Regions from separate parts of the Sus scrofa genome. Here region 1 is linked to region 2. A link is a contact called in public Hi-C data. All regions are on one chromosome and are shown on one strand. Each heading gives the region's core, a stretch centred on a gene start, on an enhancer-like site or on the middle of the called end of the contact. The rest is flanking DNA. Distances are from core to core; before and after follow the strand shown.

Evidence for each region. Hi-C and Micro-C count contacts between places; a contact is called where the count stands out from the background.
Region 1: a contact with region 2 is called in a Hi-C map of heart right ventricle, with 2.0 times the contacts expected there. The contact joins two enhancer-like sites.

The regions. Positions count from the first base shown.
Region 1 is chr4:20,884,437-20,892,121 of Sscrofa11.1, reverse strand. All of the region lies in intron 1 of EXT1 (exostosin-1), which reads right to left. Among named protein-coding and RNA genes, the nearest start is that of EXT1, 240 kb to the right of the region's middle. Within about 2 kb of position 2,936, at least 13 of the 83 cell types and tissues checked have an H3K27ac peak or open chromatin away from gene starts, as enhancers often do.
Region 2 is chr4:20,553,166-20,560,836 of Sscrofa11.1, reverse strand. The region is part of intron 4 of SAMD12 (sterile alpha motif domain-containing protein 12); the gene reads right to left. Among named protein-coding and RNA genes, the nearest start is that of EXT1, 88 kb to the left of the region's middle. Within about 2 kb of position 5,731, at least 2 of the 83 cell types and tissues checked have an H3K27ac peak or open chromatin away from gene starts, as enhancers often do.

The DNA.
Region 1 (7,685 bases), core at 1,687-4,186, 330 kb before region 2:
CTGCTTTTTGCTAATCATAGAGGAAAGGGAGGAAGCAAGTGAGCCAGACCCTCGTCTCTGTAGTCACACGATTCTAGTCTCCCCTGATGTTGCTACAGTTTTTCTCAAGTATTTATTTATAAAGGCAGTTAACATCTACAACTGATAGGTTCCCTCTCAGTCCCCATCCTCATAAGTACTTAATCTTCTTTGCTTATACCAAGTTGGAATGTCATCCCCTAGAAGAAGAAAAAAGCACCCCAGGACAATCTATGACTGTTGTAGCTGCCTCTGGGAGAAGGGAAATAAAAGAGCTTATTACTTAGCACCTCCTCTGTGATTTTTTTCATTCATTCAACAAACAGTAGGTGAATGCCTACCATGTCTCAAGTACTGTTCAAGGAACTGATGGTTCAGGGAAAAGGTGTATGTGTTATTAAATGATTGTCATTCAGGAAGGGAAATGGGAAGATGGAGGCAAGGGCTGAGGGTTATGAAGAGAAGAGAAACAATAGCCATGACTTGGGTCAAAGAGAAGCAGGGATGCCTTCTGCAGGAATGGAGACTTTAAGGTACATATTAAAGGAAGAGCAAGAGTCAGTCTGGCAAAGAGCTGAGAGGAAGTGATGGGCATTTTGGGGGGGGGGGAGAAAGCAGAGCAGGAACAAAGACACAGAGGTGAGATAAATGCCCCCAGATTTGGGGGGGGGGGCAGAGAGGGGGTGATGAGGCTGCTGGTGCAGGCAGGGTCCCATTGGGAAGATCACGTGTGATTATCTCCTGGCCCTCAGACATGACCCTGTGCAGGCGATCATGAATCACTGAAGGGCTCAAGCTGAAGAATGACAATATTACCAAAGGAACTCTTAGGACTTGATAAAACCCAACCTCACAGGTGAGCAGTAAGTTCCAAGCCAATAATCTAGTCAACGCAGGTCACAGCTATGGTGCCTCCAGGGCCGCAGCTCTGGCTTTTCAATTCTAAAGGGCCTTTGCTTTCCACTACATGATGCCCCCTCCTGGGGCAGCTCTCACAAATGCAGTGTCTGAAAGTAATTTTCCTTAGGCAGTCAAGTCCTCAACAGCTCGCCTAGTTCAGAGCATTGGCAAGATACAGCTATCACTTAAAAGGCCTCTCCTCTGCCCCATGTCACACCAGGGGTTCAGTCCAAGAGGGTGCTTTGTTACTTAATAGCTATGTTGCCTTAGGCCCTTTCTTGGACTTTACAGATTTAATGCTTAAATTTTCAATTATTTTTGAGAATACCCAAAAGTTCACAGCATACAATAATATGCAATTGGCCCAAGGCAGATTTGAACTAAGAAACACTCAAGTGGGAATGATTCAGAGTCTTGTAGCTGGAAAATGGGTCCAGTGGCCACGGTTCTATCTCTCTTTGTAATTGACACATGGAAAAGTAGGGGTCCCTGTGGGCTTTGAGAATTCACCAGACCCACTAAGCCTGTTGCTTCACATGATCTCTGTGCCCAGGAACAAGCTACTCTACATTCTGGTGTTGGGTAGATACAGGTGGGTTATCCTGGCATTTGGTGCTGGGCCTGGCTGACCATGGCGGCTGCTGCCTCAGGGACACTCGATGGCTCCCAGTGGGAAGGCACTCAATAGCTATTTGGAGATGGCAGGGCCACTCCACCCTGAGCACTGCCTGCTGCTCGCATCTCTGGGTCAGTCCAAGGCCTAGGGATTGATTTCTTTGTGATGCTCCTCAGAACGATGCTGCCGGTCCCCAGCTGTCCACCCTTTCACATGCCTTAGCTTTCCATGGAAGCCCATCTGCTTATGGATCCATTCAGGATCCATTTCAACATTGGGAAAGGTGGGAGGAACGGGGTGTGGGCTCTAGCTAGGACGGGAGGCCCCAGGGGAGGTGGGAACGGCCCTGCACACCCCTCATTTAAGTCTCACGGCCACCCCGGAGGCGCATATTGATACACCTGCTTTTCACAGGGAAGAGGAGAGAGTCAGACGGATCCTTGAAATCAAACATCATGTCTGAACAACGGATCATAATCCTATATCAAGTCTAAACTCCCCCACCCCATCTCTACCCTCAATATCCACTGACAGCGCAGAACTATACCCTTAGCCAGGTGGTAATGAATTCAACATGTTCCAGGTACGTGATGGAGTCGACCATCTCAGTCCCCGCTTACTACACAGCAGCTCAATGGCTAATATGTAAAAGCAAGTGAAAAAAAAGGACAGCCATTAATGATAACAATTATAATAATAACTCCTCCCCCCACTGATTACATGTTTCCCATTGCTGGGGGTGGGGGCAAAACAATCTGTATTCATACCAACCCTTTCCCTCTACAACCACATGTAAAATGGCCCCATTTTACAGATGATGAAGTTGAGTCACAGAGGTTTTGTGGGGCTTGTACAGAAAGGCAGGATTCACAGTGTATGTATGCTCTGCTGTCTCTCAGAGCTGCCTAGAAGGTAGGATGCAGCAAAAGGGGAAAATGAAAGAGCATTTGAGTACCTTGTGCCAGGGGACCTTAATCTCAGGAAGCCGTCTGAGGGAGGAGAGGTATTGTGGCACCGGCTTTTGTGCTCAGAAATACCAAATTTCAAACTGCTCCAAGATAAATGCAATTCCAGGATGCATGGGTCTAAACTCTGTTTGGAAATAAAGCAGTTCTGAAAATGTTAAATAAAGGGCTCTCTGGGTACGGGGGGGAGGGAGGGGAATGGCAATTAAAGAGCCAGCAGCAAGCTTGACCTCAGATGGATACGTGGGTCCAGAAGAGGCACAGCAAGGTCTTGGCTGCAGGAGCTAAATGTCTGGGACAGACCCCGAGGGCAAGCGAGAAGCCCGAGGTCATTATCTTACCATTAACCTTTCACCAGGCTCTGCACCACGAAGACGAGCCAAGTGGATCAGGGCCAGGAAGTGTAGACTAAGTTAAGAAGCCCAGCGCCCAGGCTGGCAGCATGGGGTGTCAAGCTTCGATGGCAACTCCTCCTCAGGGACAGGCCATGTCCCAGGGAGCAGGCTGTGGACGGGGTCCTTCTGCCCACACACCTCCTCTGCTTCCACTGCTTCCCTTCCACCCTGATCCCCAGACCTGGCCAGACACCTTCTTGCTGTTGCCCCGTCCAGTGCTCCCCCTGGATTAATTGCCTGTTCTCTTGTTTTCCTTCCACTGGGCTCCAGGAGGCAGGACCACGGTCCTTCCTCTCAAACCAACACCTACCCCCAGAGCCTGGCCCGTAGCAGCCCCTCAAACCCAGGTATTGAATAGATGAAAAATGCTCAGTGTTCACTAGTGTGCAGGGGGGCTGTGGAAGCAACAGAGACCCAAAGAAGAGATTCAAGCCTTTCGTTGCAGTTACAACAACCTCTTTGGCTACTAACAACATGTCTGACTCTTAGTTACGCCAGGCCTCCCCAGATGATTTTCACTCCTATGTTCAGGCTGAGCCAGACTGACTTAGACAATGGAAAAAGGCGTCTTTTATATACAGCATCTTTCTTTTGTACGTTTTCTATCCTTTCTCTGTCTTTATTTCCCAAGGCCTGGCAGCTTGTTAAAAATTTCGTCTTCTCTCTGCACCCTGATGAAGGGGGTGGGGGGATGCGGGGTGGGGAATGTGTGTTTCACCAGCCCCGATAAATAGCATTATTTGCAAATCAAGCTAAATATATGCACAGCTCTCTTCAGACTGAACTGTCTCCTGGCTTTCCTCCATGTTGGAGCTCAAAAAAAAATAAATAACGAAACAAACCTGGAGCATCTCTTTCTGGCTTCTGTAATGATAAACACTGCAAAGGTGATGACTCCCCATCCTTCAAAGATAACTGGGCTTCCCCCGGTGTTCTGACCCCTCCCCTTCCTGGGCCAAGACATTCTTTCCTGCACAGCCAACCTTGGTCAGCACTGGGATTAAGAGGATGCTTGGAATTCCTGCTGGGCTGTTCACGTCATTAGAGTAGGCACCTAGGGGCCATTCGGTGGCGAACCTGACATACCCCGCATTCTTGGTCAGTGCTGAAGCCTTTCATCTGGTCGTTGCACTTAAGTGATTATAAAATACCTTGAGAATCCAATTGCATACAGCTAATGAAATGATGCTGGTTTCAGCTACCCTCACTTCCCATCTCCTTTCCTATCTTTGTCATTCCTGGGCTCTTACCTTCTGACTTTGCCAGTCAGGGTCAGCTCGCTCCTAGGCCTTTTGCACTGAGCAAGCAAATGAGACCACAGAACTCTGGCTAGGCAGAGATGGTGCATCTTAAAACAAAACAAAACAAAACAAAACAAAACCATAGGACACCGATGTAATATGAAAGCTGCATGAAGCTTGTGGTCTCTGGAAAGTTTAATCTCTCCCATCTGGGTATGTGAATATATAAACGTACAGGTGTACAGTGTGTCCACGAGACATAAAAATCTGTTATGATTAACTCTCTGATACCACATATTGTTTATTTACAAGATCACCCTCCCAGGAAGGGTTTGGTCACTGGAGACTAGGAAAGCCCGTAAGTCTAGATTTTTGCCTTTTCCTTTGGCAGAAGCACAACAGTGCCCTGGGGGAAAGAGTCTGTGAAGCTCTGAGTCACCTCTTCCTCTCCTCCAACCAGCTCTGCTCAGCACTGTTCCCCTTGAGAAGCAGTTAAGGAGCCAGCCAGCTCCTAGGTGGCCTCATTTTGGGAAGAGGTTGTGGGACAAAGAGAAAATTTAAGAATGTGATGGGGCCGGGGCGGGGGGGGGGGGGTGGGGGGGGCGGGAAGAGGTAGACCAGATGGCCCTTAAGATGCCTTTGGGCCCTGATACTTATTTGCTGGACAAATGAAAACTGAGCAGCTCCTATGTGCCACATCGCATGCTGAGCACTGGAAAAACAAGATGCCAAACCCCTCTGGGAGCTGCCCCCTCCTGGTTTTTATAAGTCCATGGGACCCAGAGTCTCCTCAGCAGCCCCCCTTCCTCTATGTCCTTAATTCTACTCCGCAGGGTTTCCATAGGAGCAGAGCCGCAAGAAGCATATGTTGGTTCTTAGTAGTTTTGGGTCAAAATAGGTTCAATCTTATGTCCCTAAGATACATTTTCCACAGAGCAACCAAAGCTATCTTTAAAATGTCACACCCAGGCTGAAAACCCTCTACTGACGCCTCATGGCACTTAGAGTAAGAGTTGGTCACTTTGCCCTGGATGACAGGGCTCCGTGAGAACTGGCCTCTGCCCACAGCTCCTGCTGCCCCTCTCCTCACTCACCTTCTACAGCTACACTGCCCTTCTCTCAGTTTCTAGAAACACCACACTCATGAACATCTCAGGGACTTGTACTTGCTAGTCCTCCGCCGGGAACATTCTTCTCCCAGATGGACTCAAGATGCGTATCAGCCCTCAGACAAACAGTCCCTCCGCAGAGCGGCCCTCGCAGCCCAGCTCCATTCATGTCTGTCCTGGGATTCACCACTGTCTGAACTCACGCACATATGCGTCTTCCTGGCTTTTTGTCTTTCTTCCTCGATATAATGTTTATTCCATGAGGGCAGGGGCTTACTGCTCCTCTTCACTGCTGGGACCCCAGCCCCTAGACCTGTGCTTGGACCGCAGCCATCTTTTAAGACAATGTTTGTCAAATGAATGCCAGATCTTAGCAAACGACACCTGTGAGGTCATAAATTGTCCCAAATGCTGGCCCATTCACAAGGGTAATTCCATAGGACAAGTTTCTTTCTCTTTATGTTGAAGTAGAGTTGATTTATAATGTTGTGTTCATTTTTGCTGTACGGTAAAGTGATTCAGTTGTCCACATATATACACTTTTAAAAAACGTGTACATTATGGTTTATCATGGGACATTGAATATAGTTCTCTGGGCTGTATGGTAGGACCTTGTTGATCATCTCTTTCATGTATAACATCTTCCCACTACATCCCCATTCCAAGCCCTTCCCCCTTGGCAACCACAAGTCTGTCCTTCTTGTCTACAGGACTAGCTTCTAAAAGGATATAAGAGAAGTCCTCTTTCCTCTTTGTTTTATGCAAACCAGCCTCCTATCGCTGGTTAACCTGAAGATTCATCAATTTCTCCAAATGCCATCTGCTATGAAAGCCAGATCCCATTAAAAATGTCTTCAGAAAAACATTTTAAAGAAAAAGAATGTCTTTAAGAGATACTTATATAGAATGATAGGATGGAACCCGCACAAACGAACACCAAGAAAATAGAGTTTTCTGGCCCTGACTTTGTCACAGTTTGATTTTATGTAAGTTACTCCAGCTCTGAATCCATACTTATTTACAAAAGGGGACAATCATGCTGGTGTTACCTACCTAATAATGAAGTCTACCGAGGGGGCAATGAAGCAGTATAAACGAGAGTGTTATGCAAACTAAAGCACAAACGAAAGACAGTAAGGATGAGGCAAGCATATTTATGGAATGGCCTTTGTACCTATGAGGCATAATGCAGAGGACGCAGAAGGCCTGGCTTTGTTTACGTTTCTTTTTCTTCTTTGAGAGTCCCAAATCTCTACCTCCTCTATCCCAAATCCATTCACCTCTTCAGATGTGCAGATCCTTTTCCAAAAGAAGCATCTGGAAATAGCTAATTTGAGACCAAAGCCAATGATTAAACACACATGATCCTGTGGGGCTGAAAGGGCTGCCATGATTCCCAGTTTTCCACGGTGTTAGTTTTCCGCTATTAACCAATCAGTCTGCTTTCAGGGTTTGAATCTGCAATGAGGATGGCTCAGAACTCTTGGCTACAGGGCCTTTAAAGAGAGAGCAATTCTGTCACGTGGCCTGTCTTGTTGCTTGGTTTCCATTAAGGCATCTTGGCTTTTAAATACACTGTCAAGTAAAACCTGGCATCAAAACACAAAGTGAGTAACTCCCTTTGTAGAGGCGCTGACGGCTCAGCTGTGTGTCAGATAGATAGCTGCTAAGAGTCCGCTCCAAAGGCGACTGCATCCTCTCTTGGAAGGGAGCCGCTACCACAAACTGCCTTCCCTAGGATTAAGTCAAAGCAAAATTTAGGGATGATCTTTATGGAAAGGGAGCTGGGTAACTCCAATCAACCATATCCCTCTCCACGAGCGCCGGTTTTGGAATTATAAAAAAGTTTTGGAGGTGCGAAAATATAATTGGAAAAGTTTTTTTCCCTGCTTAAAGGGCTAATTGATTTCACAGGTGTTTAATTATCATTTGCTGTGAGATAATACCTTGTAGTGCCATAAAAAATGGATTTAATTTTCGAGTGCTTGCAAAACCATTGCCAAAGCCAAGTTAGAGCTAAAGCTAGATAATTATTCTATAAATCAAACACACTGCCTCCTTTCTTTGAAATTTTTAATACGTGGGGATAATGATATCTGACAACCTTGAAACTAACATGAAAAGGATTTTCCTGCCAAGTGCCAAAAGGCAACCATTGGAGCATTTCAGGCAGTTTGGTTCATTAATGGTGACTCAGGCAGCTCAGGATGCCGCCTGTGGGCTTCCAAAACATTCCAAGGGTAAAGGCACTGGTGTGTGTCGAGACACTGTATTCTTTACCAAGATCAAATGGCCAGATGTCCAAATAAGGTCTACAGAAAAACAGAAAAGCAGCCCCAAACCACCCTTCGCACAAACACTGCCTGGAAACCACGGCAACTCTCTGAGCTCAAACTCAGAGCCCTGGAGTGTGGAACGTGGAGGTATTTCCAACTTGATCC
Region 2 (7,671 bases), core at 4,482-6,981:
TAACAAGGTTTAATAAAAGTAGAATACTAACATATTAATAAAAGTAGAATACTAACATATTGCGGGATACTATTTAAGTGTATTCAATATAAAATAATATACACTACTAACAAGGTTTAATAAAAGTAGAATACTAACATATTGCAGGGCAAACTGGAAAAATAATGACAATTTATTTGAAAACTATTAAAAATTCACATTCATTGACCCAGTGCTCCCATTCTAGGACCATATCTGAAGGAAAGAGTCTTAAAAAAGCGAAAGAAGCTAAATGCACAAATATGCAACCTAGAGGTTATTTATAATAGTAGAAAAATTAGAAAATAACCAGTCTCCTATTGTTGAAAATTTAGGTTAAGTAAATTGTGGTACATTAACATGATGGATGATTACATGGTCATTAAAGTAATAATTATAATGATTATGTAGCAACATGGTGAACAGCTATGATATACTGCAGCGTAAAACTTACACATACGTATAGAAAAGAAATGTGAGGGAAATGGTGTAGGCTTTAGGATTTTTATTATTGCTTTCATATTTTTTCTAAAAGAACAACAAAAATTAGGTTCATAAAAGTGCAACTTTGACCCAGGAGCTCTGACTAATAACTAAAGTATCCACAGTTATTTTCATTCCCTAATACTACTTAGAAAATAAATATTTATAAATTCATTACATGATAGCACACCAGTATTATTAAAGGGAATTAAAAACTGACACAGGTAAATATCTTTCATCCAAGCCAAACTGCAAGGGAGCAGGACAGCTGAAATAACAGATTTCTAGGAATCTGACACTGTATACCAGCACTGAGACTTGCTAAAATCAGCTCTGGAAAGTGTGTGACCTTGGAAAAGCATTATTAAGAATAACCTAAATGTAAAAAGTAAACTTCAGAAGTGAATCATGATAAGAAAGAGTAAACGCCAATTAATGACTCTCCTTTGGATCCTGAGTCAGGAGGTGATACCTAGGTTTATCACAGTCGCTATTTCTCCAAATAACCATGTCTTCCACATGGACCTCTAAGAGCTGATGCAAAGCAGACGTGCCTAATTTTAGCATATACCACAATCATGGACATAAGCTGAGTCCATGAGACTTTAAAGGTCTTTCACCTGTGGTACTCCAGAACAGTTCTTAGGATAGACAGAATTATCCCCATTTTGTGGATGAGAAAATTGAGGCCCGGGGCATTATTCATCCAAGGTCATACTGCTAGTGAGGGTCAAATCTGTACTCAGACTTAGCTGTGTCCCATTCTAGTGACAGGGACAAATATGTCAAGTATAAGCATTCAGAATATTTTCCATTCTCCTATCTTCCAGGTAGGATTCTGTGTACATCCACAAGCCCAGTCAGCACAGTGAAGGGCTCCACTGGGCAGGGAAGAATCTGGTGGCTAAGTTAGTTCACATTAAAAAGATGGAGATATTAGAAGAGAGAGCTGCTCCTACAAGACCTGAAAATACACAGAAGTAGAGGCCACAGAGAGACAAACTTGGGGTGTGAGGAGTGATGTAGGAGATCCAGGGTGATGGCTGCCCTAGGAGAGAGACCTTGAGAAGTGGGATGGCCCAAGAGAAGAGTGTGGATGGCCTGATGCCACCTGGACCATCTTTCCATGGAATCAGTATTTACTACTCTTTGATGCTTTTGTAGTTAGTTGTGTTTCCTGTGAATGTGTCACCATGGTGAGCGGGCTTTAGGTGGGAGCAAGAGGTCCCTGTTTACTCAGGTTGTCTATGCAAGGGGTATGCCCAGTACAAAGCTTGAACCACTGGCTTTTATCACAGATGTGAAGTGATGGGTTCTGCCGTTATCACTTGGTTAGAGTTTTTTTTTTTTTTTTTTACATGCAACAGGAATCATGGCTTTTACATACATGCCATCGGGTATGTAAAAGCTCTATGAAGTCAAAATATAAAAACAGCAATTTGTATTAGATGGCTCTGGCTCTTTATATTTTTGTTTTTGTGTTTTTAGAATTGCAATATAGTTGATTTACAATATTGTGCTAATTCTAGGTGTACTGTAGTGATTCATATTTTTTTGCGATTCCATTCCATTCCACAGATTATTACAAAATACTAAGTCCCATTCTATATAGTAAATCCTTATTGCCTTTCTATTTTATGTATAGTAGTTTGTTAATCCTATATTTCTAATTTGTCCCTGCTTCTCTCCCCTTTGGAAACCATAAATTTGCTTCTCATGTCTGTGAATATGCTTGTTTTGTACATACATTCATTTGTGTTATTTCTTGGATTCCATATATAAGTGATATCACATGGTATTTGTCTTTGTCTTATTTCACTAATCATTATATTCTCTAGGTCCATCCATGTCTCTATAAATGGCAATATTTCATTCTTTCTGAAGCTGAGTAACATTCCACTGTGTGGTGTGTGTGTGTGTGTGTGTGTGTGTGTGTGTGTGTGTGTATCTTTCTAAACCAACTGTCTGTTGATGGGCATTTGGGTGGCTTCCAAGTCTTGGATATTAAAATAGTGTTTCTATGAACACTGGAGCGCATGTATCTTTTTGAATTAGAGTTTTCATTTTTTCCCAGATATATACCCAGGAATGGGATTGCTGGATCATATGGTAACTCTATATGTTTTCTGAGGAATCTCCATACTGTTTTCTATGGTGGCTGCATCAATTTACACTCCCACCAATAGCATAGGAGGGTTTCTTTTTCTCCACACCCTCTCTAGCATTTATTATTTGTAGACTTTTATATGATAGCCATTCTGACCAACGTTAGGTGATATTTGTGATTTTGATTTGTAATTTTTCAATAATTAGTGATGTTGAACATATTTTCATGTTCCTGTGGGCCATCTGTATATCTTTGGAGAAATGTCTATTTGGTTTTTCTGCTAATTTTTTTTTATTGAGTTATTTGTTGGTGTTGAGTTTTATGAACTGTTTATATATTTTGGAGTAAATCCTTGTCAGCTGCATCATTTGCAAATATTTTTTCCCATTCTATAGGTTGTCTTTTGGTTTTGTTTATGGTTTACTTTGCTGTGCAAAAGCTTTTAAGTTTGACTAGGTCCCATTTGTTTATTTCTCCTTTTATTTCTTTTGCTTTGGAAGACTAATATAAGAAAACACTGCCATAATTTAGGTCAAAGAACTTTTGCCTGTGTTCTCTTCTCAGAGTTTTCTGGTGTCATGTCTTATTTTTAGGTCTTTAACGTATTTTGAGTTTAATCTATTTTTACATATGGTGTAAGGGAATGTTCTAATTTCATTGCTTTACATGTAACTACCCAGCTTTCTCAACACCTCTTGTTTTTTTTTAATTTTTTAAATTGTTATTTCCCCAATACAATTTTTTTTTCTACTGTACAGCATGGTGACCCAGTTACATACATATATACATTCTTTTTTCTCCCATTATCATGCTCCATCATAAGTGACTAGACATAGTTCTCAGTGCTACACAGTAGGCTCTCATTGCCAATCCATTCCAAAAGCAATAGTTTGCATCTATTAACCCCCAGAGACTGTCTTTTCTCCTTGTATTTTTGCCTCTTTTGTCAATATTAATTGACTGTAGGTGTAAGGGTTTATGTCTGGGCTGTCTATTCTGTCCCATTGGTCTATAAGTCTGTTTTTGAGCCAATACCATGTTGTTTGATTAATATAGCTTTGTAGTATAGTCTGAAGCCTGAAAGGGTTATACTTATAGCTTTGTTCTCTCCCCCCCACACCTCAGGATTTTTCTGGCAGTTCTGTTTTTTTTTTTTTTTTTTTTTTTTTTGTGGTTCCATATAAATCTGAGGATTATTTGTTCTAGTTCTTTGAAAAAGTTCATGAGTTTTTTGATAAAGGTTGTATTAAATCTGGAGATTGCTTTGGGTAGTATGGCCATTTTAACAACATTAATTCTTCCATTCCAAGAGTATGGGATATCTTTCCACTACTTTGTACATCTACGATTTCCTCCATCAATACTTTAGTTTTCACAGTATAGGTCTTTCACCTCCTTGGTTACATTTATTCCTAGGTATTTTATTCTTTTTGATATGATTTAAAATGGGATCTTTTTTTACTTTCTCCTTCTGGTATTTCGTTATTTGTTTATAGAAACATAAAAGATTTCTGTATATTAATCTCACATCCTGATACATTCCTGAAATCATTTATTAGTTCTAACAGGTGTGGCGACTTTAGGGTTCTTTACATACAGTATCAAGTCATCTGAAAATAGTGATTTTTCACCTCTTGCCTTCTAATCTGGACAACTTTCATTTATTTTTCTGGTCTGATTGCTATGCCTAGGATTTCCAATACTATGTTAAACAGAAGTGGCAAGATTGGTCATCCTCTTCCTGTTGCTGAATTTAGCAGGAAGCTCTTCACCTTTCCTATCTGTGGGTTTGTTATAAATGGTAGATGGCTCTGGATCTTTAAAGGGGGAAGGAAGAGTGTGGTACGGTTTCACCTGTCCATCCTAAGGGCTTCATATCCCAGACAACCTCTAGCTCCTCATATGTACTAAGTTATTTACAACTTTTGCTCAACCTTTCCTCGTGATTGGATGAATTCTTTTACACCCTCACACTCTAGTGAACACCCATTACTCTGTTTTTCAAGACTGCTTCAAGTGTCACATTCTTTACGAAGCCTTCTCTCCCTCTAGAAACAGCTGACAACTTATCCTTGGATGCCAGCATGGCATCGTAAGTGTTTACCAGCAAACCCACCATTCTATTTTAATGTGTCCATCATCTCCTCCTAAATTTTTTGAAGGTGGTACCACGTCTTAACTGTCATGTATCTTCCTAATGCAAAGTGCAGTGCCAAGTATACAGAAAGTGCTTCTTAATAAATAGTTGTAAAATAATGAAGACAGGAATGATGTTGGAGAAGAAGAGTGTTTCCCCCCCTCTCCTTTTCAGGGCTTAATTCAGTACCTAATTTTACCTGAATTACTTGAATCTGCATATAGGGAGGGGGGTTGTTCCTATTTCTTTCTCTACATCTAAGGATTGTTCCAGGAATATGTACATCCCAGAACTGGCCACATATGGATTTGCAGCTAACCAACAGTAACAAGCCCTTTCTCAAATCTTTTTTCGATGGGTCCACATTACTAGTTTAGACATTCTGGAAACCAATCACCTGGTCAGTTCAATAGCTTCAGAGTCCAAGGTGAATAGGATGCATTAGAGCCCAGTGATTAAAGAGTGTGGGGTTCTGGAGTCAGGCAGATCTGGTTGATATCTAAGGCTCACCACTTCCAGCTGTATGATGTTAGAAACATGAATTTTTCCAAACATCAATGCCTTCACCTTTAACATGGTGATGATAATCCCCACCTCACTGGGTTGCTGTAATGATGAAATGGGCTCATACAAAAAGTACTTTGCATAGTATCTGGCAAATAGTCAATATTTGCTAAATGATGGCTATTATTTTTTATTAATATTATTGTCACAACGTTCTAAAATTCCCTAGAGAAACTAGAGATAGAAATAGGTCAATGCACTAATGCCACAGCTGGGGGCCAGGAAACAGAAATAACATGGCCCGAAGGGCAAGCCTTTGCACCCGCCAGTGACAGATAATACTCTTCTCGCCTGCCAAGGCCACAGTCGACACACGCTGGCTTCCACTCTCACCCAGATTAGTGCAGACGCCAACAGGCAGTCCTGTGATAGAGTTCACAGCAGACACTTCAAAGGCTAGGAGAAGCTGGCCTGGGAGGCAAAGGCCAGCTTGGCAGAGGATTCTAGAACAGATCTGGAATGGACTGTGTCCAGTGCCACCTGCCCCACTCCAGTCATAAGGGTGTATTTGGGAAAGAAGAAAAGAAAGGTGGGTTAAGAAAGCAAGTTCCTAAACTGCAATAGGAATGTGGGACACAAAACCAGTAGCTGTGTTTGTATAAAAGAACACTCATCACGAAGTTCCTGTTGTGGCTCAGCGGTAACAAACTTGACTAGGATCCATCAGGATGCAGGTTCGATCCCTGGCCTTGTTCAGTGGGATGGGGATCCGGTGTTGCCATGAGCTGTGGTGTAGGTCACAGATGCAGCTTGGATCTGGTGTTGCTGTGGCTGTGGTATAGGCCAGCAGCTGCAGCTCGGATTCAACCCCTAGCCTGGGAATATTCATATGCCTCGAGTGCAGCCCAAAAAAGCAAAGAAAAAAAAAAAAAGAATGCTCATCAAATGTGAACCCTATCTAAGGCCTTAAATAAGAGGTCTGACCTAGAGAAAGTTGGTAAATTTCTATCTAACAATCTAAAACCTGTTCTATGTTTAGAGCAGTGGTTCTCAACTGGGTGCAACTGGGAACCCCCTCTGGCAATGTCAGGAGACATTTTTGGTTGTCACAGTTTAGGAGATACTCTTGGCATCTAGTAGGTAGAGGCCAAGAACCCTGCTAAACATCCTGGAATGCATGGGACAGACCCTCACTTCAAAGAATTATCCAGCTCAAAATGTCAATAGCGCTGAGGCTGGTTTAAAGGATACAGGTCCTTGTTATCTTCTATTGCTGGTTGTGAGCCAAATATATCATTCCCAGAATAGGCCAAGATAAAAACCAACTTAAGTGTGCCTCTTGTGTATACAAGAAACCAGGCTGATTTCAAACCTCACTCCCCCTCTTCATCATTTGCTCATTTTATTTGATTTTATATTCAATGTAATCAAAACCTCTAATACTAAATCATTTCTAACTTTTAGAACCCTCAAAGGCATACCATTATCATCATCAAGATGGGAAGATTTAAACAGGTATGCTCAATTAATTAATTAGTATGTCCAAAAGAAGTTAGGAGATAAAAGAAGGACAAGGGAGGATTTATGTGGCAATAAAACTCGACTCTGCTAACCAGCCCTTTGGTGGAAGAAGTCACATGTGTTGTCAGTGCACTGTTTTCATTTCTGCTACTACCTGCGCCCTGATAGTTTGGAGGAGGGGGTTGCCTGCCTCCTGAGAATGCACTGAAGAAATCGATGCTAGCCCCGACTGCATGAAGATGGAGACCAGAAACCAGGTATCAGGATAGCAGAGGACTTGGGTTAAGAGCAATAAAAGAGACGACACATGCAAACTAGTCTGTAACTTCTCATCACCCCGAGTAAACTGGAGACCACGATGGCTCTGTGACGGCTAATTTTATGTGTCAATGTGACTGGGCCATGGGGTGGCCAGATATTTGATGAAACATTATTCTGGGTGTGTCTGGGAGAGTGTTTCTGGAAGAGATTAACATTTGACTGAGTAAAGCAAATTGCTCTCTCTACCGTGGGTGGTCCCTGTCCAAACAATTGAAAGCCTGGGTAGAATAAAAGGCTGAGTAAGGGGGAATTCACTCATGTTTGCTGAGGGATATCAGTTCTCCTGTCTTTAGACTTGGCCTCAGACTTGAACTTAAATTATCAGCTTGCCTGGGGCTACAGCTTGCAGAACGTGGGCCTTCTCAGCCTTCAAAATTGTGAGTCATTCCTTATAGTAAATTAGTTTATCTATCTATCTATCATCTTTAGATAGATCGATCAGTCCATTTATCTACAAGACATATGTTGATATATATGACTATATATAATATGAAAAAAAATATATATATCCAATAGCTCCTATTGGCTCTGTTTCTGGGGATAACATCGACTAACACAGAGTCTATAGACCACAACTACT